2 separate regions of the Gasterosteus aculeatus genome follow, and region 1 is linked to region 2. A link is a contact called in public Hi-C data. All regions are on one chromosome and are shown on one strand. The core of a region is the stretch at or near the end of the contact, and the rest is flanking DNA. Distances in the headings are between cores, read along the strand shown.

The links. A called contact is a pair of places that touch in the nucleus more often than the background predicts.
Region 1: a Hi-C map of blood and trunk muscle shows a contact between it and region 2, with 18 times the contacts expected there. The contact joins two enhancer-like sites. A contact is called at or near these places in 4 of 6 Hi-C or Micro-C datasets (blood and trunk muscle, skeletal muscle and tail fin).

The regions. Positions count from the first base shown.
Region 1 is chr16:2,373,016-2,376,184 of fGasAcu3.hap1.1, forward strand. All of the region lies in intron 1 of LOC120833893 (inactive dipeptidyl peptidase 10), which reads right to left. Among protein-coding and RNA genes, the nearest start is that of LOC120833893, 50 kb to the right of the region's middle. Within about 2 kb of position 1,331, at least 1 of the 9 cell types and tissues checked has open chromatin away from gene starts, as enhancers often do.
Region 2 is chr16:2,127,819-2,130,832 of fGasAcu3.hap1.1, forward strand. No RefSeq gene overlaps it. Among protein-coding and RNA genes, the nearest start is that of LOC120833979, 13 kb to the left of the region's middle. Within about 2 kb of position 1,398, at least 1 of the 9 cell types and tissues checked has open chromatin away from gene starts, as enhancers often do.

The DNA.
Region 1 (3,169 bases), core at 81-2,580, 250 kb after region 2:
CGATTTCCGTACGAAATTATTGAATCCCACATGCTGTTCGCACTGGTCTTACGCCATAACAGGCGTTGCTCTTCAGCAGGCGGCAGAATAAAGTTCTACTTGCCATCGAGGGATAACCAACGGTCAGAGCTACTTCTTTTATGTGTGTTGAGAGTCAATCATGGGTCATGGTTATAACTTTATAACGACAATGAATAACCCACAACAAACACTCTTTAACAGGGTAAAACACCACGACACAACAGCTTGTGACACATAAACAATTGTAACACTAATAATTGTACATTTATAAATATTAACCCGCCGAACTGCATGCTGGGTACAGCTCACAACAAGAAGTAACTCTGTTGCTACACAAGAGACCAGAGACGCACCAACACAACTTATGCCCAAGAGAGGAGCTGTGTCTGTGTGGTTTGGGAAAATCCGAAATAGGTTCAGAAAAGTTTGGAAACAATTTATTCTAAAGTCTGTCGAGTCGTTGGTGGCTGCACTAGAAGCCACAACAAGCTAACACGCTAACTAGCTAACGTAGGGTGACCAGATTTGAGTTTGTGAAAAATAGGACACTTCGTTGCGTTACATTACCGCATTACCAGGAGATGGCCACCGAGGTTGAGAATCTGATGCTCCAGAAGTTCAGTGAGACCCTGAAAGTCAACAAAGAGAAGGAAAGCCTCTCACATAAGCTGAGCGAGACTCAACAACAGCTCATCAGCGAGGAAGAGAAATTCAATCTGGGAAGAAGGATCTGCAAAGAACTGAACCTCAAACAAGAGATGTTGGAGACCAGAGTAACAACACTGTACTCCGACAACCTTGCTCTAGAGGAGAAGTTGAACGAGCAGCGGGCCAACAACCACCAGCTGGAGGCAGAAAACAAACTGCTAAAGGACTGGAGGGATAGTATGGCTGAGAAACAAAAGCGCCAAGAGGAGAACATATCCCTCAAAGTCATCACACTCCAACAGATGGAGGATTTGACCAAAGAAAATCAGATTGTGATCGCCAAGGTGAAACAGTTGCAGGACCAAAACACACTCCTTGAAAACATCTGTCTGGACTTGAAGAAGAAGAAGAGAGGCATCTTTGGAAGAAGGATGCAAGACAGACAGACGGAGATGGACAAGATGAAGCGCAAAATGCAGGACCAAGAGACTAAGAGGTCCGAAAAAGAAGAGAAGAGCCATAAGGGGAAGAAGACCCCCAGGGCTGAACATCACAGACTGAACACCAGTAGAAACACCTCACTTATGCATCATATATATACACATAGTCACACACACATAAATACACATACACATAGTCACACACATAAATACACATACACATAGTCACATACATACACATAAATACACATACATAGTCACACACATACACATACATACATAGTCACACACATACACATAAATTACATTACATTACATGTCATTTAGCGGACGCTTTTATCCAAAGCGACGTACAATAAGTGCATTCAACCATAGGGTACAAACTCAAGAGAACAATAAACAAGAAAGTGCAATTTCCTCAAATAAGCCAATTTACAATTTGCTATAGATGAGTGACGTTACAAGTACAATTTAGTCTTTAGTCGAGGTAGAGTCTGAAGAGGTGTGTCTTTAGTTTGCGGCGGAAGATGTGAAGGCTCTCTGCGGTCCTGGTGTCTTCAGAGAGCTCGTTCCACCATTTCGGCGCAAGGACAGCGAAGAGTCGAGATCTAGTCGAGTGTTTTGCTCTCAGTGAGGGAGGGACGAGTAGTTTTGCAGATGCAGAGCGGAGAGTGCGGTTTGGGATGTAGGGTTTGACCATGTCCTGGATGTAAGCTGGACCCGATCCATTCACAGCATGGTACGTGAGCACCAATGTTTTGAACTGGATGCGGGCGGCCACCGGTAGCCAGTGAAGAGAGCAGAGGAGTGGAGTAGTGTGGGAGAATTTCGGAAGGTTGAAGACCAGTCGAGCTGCTGCATTCTGAATGAGCTGCAGAGGTCGAATGGCGGTGGCAGGGAGACCTGCCAGGAGGGAGTTGCAGTAGTCCAGGCGGGAGATGACAAGAGACTGAATCAGTACCTGCGCTGCCTTCTGAGTGAGAAGGGGACGTATTCTCCTGATGTTGTAGAGCGTGTATCTACAGGATCGCGTTGTCGCGGTGATGTTGGGAGTCAGGGAGAGTTGGCTGTCGAGTGTGACGCCAAGGTTCTTAGCGGTCAAAGTGGGCGTTAGTACGGAGTTCCGAAAGTTGACTGTCAGGTCCTGGGTAAGCAAATCTTTTCCGGGAAAGAGAAGTCGTTCAGTCTTGTCGGGGTTGATTTTCAGATGGTGGGCGGACATCCACTGAGAGATGTCAGTTAGACAGGCAGAGATCCGAGCCGCCATCTGGGTGTCCGAGTGAGGGAAGGAGAGAACCCCAGTAGTAAGAGGACAAGGTTCCGACACAGATCCTCGCCAGGTTACCCGGTAGGTGCGGCCGTCGAGGTAGGACGAGAGAAGGGAGAGAGCAGAGCCTGTGACACCAAGTTCCTGAAGGGAGGAAATAAGGATCTGGTGGTTGACCGTGTCAAATGCAGCAGAGAGGTCAAGAAGGATGAGGACAGAGGAGAGAGAGGCGGCTCTAGCAGTGTGGAGTTGCTCAGAGACAGGCAAGGAGAGCAGTCTCTGTGGAGTGGCCTGCCTTGAAACCTGACTGGTGGGGGTCAAGGAGGTTGTTACAGTGGAGATAAGAGGAGAGTTGATTAAAGATAGCACGTTCAAGGGTTTTGGACAAAAAGGGAAGAAGAGAGACCGGTCTGTAGTTGTTTTCTTCAGAAGGGTTGAGGGTGGGTTTCTTCAGGACAGGGTTGACTCTTGCCTCCTTCAGAGAATTGGGAAAACAGCCAGATGACAGAGCGTTGTTGATGAGACAGGTGAGGAACGGAAGAAGGTCAGGTGCGATAGATTGTAGAAGATGTGATGGATTGGGGTCAAGAGGGCAGGTGGTCGGACGGGCAGAGGTTACTAGGGTAAGAATTTGGTTAGGAGAGAGGGCGGTGAAAGAGGAAAGTGAGGGCGAAAGAGGTGAGGTCGGTGGGACGCGAGAAGTAGACATAGTCATACACATAAATACATATAGTCATACACATAATTACACATAAATACACATACACATAGTCATACACATACATACATATAG
Region 2 (3,014 bases), core at 148-2,647:
TGCTGTGGTCCTTCTTGCTTTTTACTGTTGATGTTGAATCATTCGGTGGGGAATGAGTAGAATATGTGGCGCTGTCTGAAGAGCCTTAACGGGGGATGTTTGATGGAATTAAAAAAGGAGGTTGTGAGTTTGGGCCGTTTCGTTTCTTCTTTCCACCTCGGAACCGTTCAATCTGAATCCCTCAGCGAACACGCACGCCATCTTCCACCAGTGGAAACCCGTCCCCTCCAGTTTAGACAATGTAATTGGATTAATTAGGATGCAGTTCCTTTTGTGACTGGTAGGGGGCACTGTCACCACGTGGGAACACTAGTCACAGGAAGCCGGCTACCCTGTATGCAGCTAGGGTCCATGAGGACAGCCATTGATCTCGTCCCATGTCCCACTCAGATGTGAGCTGGTTTATTCTGACACTTGGGCCCAATTTTCAATCACAGAAATGAAGAAAAGTGAAAAACGAGACTAAAGAATCCAACCAGTGCTTCCACTCCAACCAGTGCTTTCAGACGTGTTGCCCTGTTGATGTTCAGTTTTTTTTTTTTTTTTTAAATCCTAAAAAGAAAATTGTCTTAACCAAAAATGTTGCGACCCCCCTGCAGTACCTCTGCGTACCCCCTGTTGACGACCTCTGGACTAGAACGTGTTTGTGCCGTGTAGTGATACTTTGAGTTCTGCTCCAATCTGCAGTTTGTTGCATGTTGTAGTGCCATTGAGAAAGTGTAATTCTGCAACATTAGGGCTTTAAAGACAGTAAGTATACAGTGAGATTATTGTTAACTCGTTGGAAATACATCAGCAAAGAAAAATGTCCATCTTGCATAGAAAACCTCAACTGTGTCTAAATGGTCTGTACTTGTAAAGCGCTTTTCTAGTCTTCTGACCACTCAAAGCGCTTTAACACTACATGACATCATTCACCCATTCACACACTGATGACAGGAGAACCACACACAGTGACACCTGCCATCAGTAACTAACATTCACACACTGTAGTCGCAGCTACATGAGCAATGTTGGGTTAAGTGCCTTGCCCAAGGACACAGCGACATGCGGGTTAGCAGAGCCTGGGATCGAACAGACAACCCTCTGATTGGAGGACGACCGTGCTCCCCACTCACCCGCAGTCGCTGTCTAAGAAGTCTGTGCAGGTTTCAAATAATGAAGTCTTTACCATTTTCTCTGATTCCCTACGCTGTCACCACTGCAGTGAGTTGCCATGGATACATATTTTCTTGTATTCTGGATGAATAACGTCAGTGTCCAGAGTCCTGTCTTCTGGCCTGTAAGCCTTCACGTGCCCTTTGCCTTCCGGTGATTTCGGGGTGCCCTCCTGCTGTGCAGAGGATTGAAAATGGACGGGTGCTTCCAGAGCGCGCCGCCACCGGCCCAGCTGTCTGCACGCGGGACGCGTGATGAGGAGACGCGTGATGAGGAGACGCGTGATGAGTGTCCCTCAGGAGCTGCTCTGCCACAGCGGCTCAGTGAGCAGAAAAGTCATTTCAATCCTGTTGTGTGATCGCAAGTGACCTCAAGTCCGAACATGCGTTCATCCATTCACGCACGGGGAGGCCAAGAAGGTGCCACCACGTCAGCGTTGTATTCGGACACCGTATTTCAGAAGTGGACCTCGTCATTGTTTATGTGCTGTTTGCAAGCCGCCACCATCTTCCTCTACGTCTGTGGCGTAAAGGGCATTGAGGCTGAAAGTGGGGCTCTGTCAGAGCTCTGCAGTAGTTAGCACAGCTCAGCGGTGGCTTTAATACAAATTGTACGTGCTATCTTCCTGTTTAATGATTTTATTAACGTGCCAAAATAAAATCTCAAACTTAGTTATGACTCAGTGGTTATTGTGTGTTGGCTCATTAAGCGAAAACAGAGCAGGAGGAAAACCTTCTGTAATAAAAATATGTACCTGTGCTTAAACTCCAAATGAGGCCACATAAGGGCTCTTCGGAGCATCGAGAACACTTGATGCCAACTAGTTGTTCATGAGACTCCACGTCCTTGTGCTACATGCAGCATTTTAAATGTGAAGTTGACAGGCTGGCTCAAGAAACACGCACAATGAGGAGATGAAGGCAAATCCCTGTATGACCCTTAATTAACCCGTGACCTTTTTCTATATGCTCCCTCTTTATATGAGATCATTGGTTGGCAAAGGCTCCAAACCTCTGTAAGCCCCATATGTCATGTGTCACTACAGACTGCATACGTGTGCTCCTCCGTCAGCTTTCTGTACGTGTGACACTGACGCGTTGTGAACCCTTAGTACCACATCCAGCACTTTAAGGCTGAGCCTCTGCCAGCGCATTGAGCACAAGTCTTCTGCATACAGGGATTGGGATGTGATTCGTTTGAATCTACTTGTTCCAGCTGAACCATTTATCCACTGTCCTTTAAAACCAAAAGCTCAAATAATGGACCAGGTTCCAAAATCATGTGGAAAGTCTTCTCAGATTGATGGAGCCTGTTATGACGCAGATGGACCCATGGATTTATAATAATATATTACACACATTCTCTGCTGCATCGTACCGTTATATTAACAGCAAACACTGGTCCTTTAAAGTCTCATTCTCTACATTTTCATCTTTGAGGTATGATAATAAAAGATTATTCCAAATCAAGCGTTTATTTTAAATGGTCTCTTTTAGGCTAATCTATATTTTCCTCATCACATCATACCATATATACTAATATTTCCTGAAGAGAACTCTGTGCATGCATTTCTCCCTTTGCCCGACAGGTGTCGCTCTCTCTGCATCTCTCGTCCCTCTGCCCTGCCATGACTTTGGTGCCTTTGGGTGAACGTGTGACCCCGGGTCAGAACATGTGGGTCTTTGAGCTGTAGAGGGCTCCGCTGAGAAGCCTCCTATTTGGATGAATGGTCCCCGGGGAGGAAGCAATGACCTGAGACCAAAATGATGTGCTGCCCCGTCCACAGAGAGGTTAAGTACTGATATGTCCAAGCGATCCGTTGGACGGGGCTTTTCCTTTCACTGCCCACAGCCAAT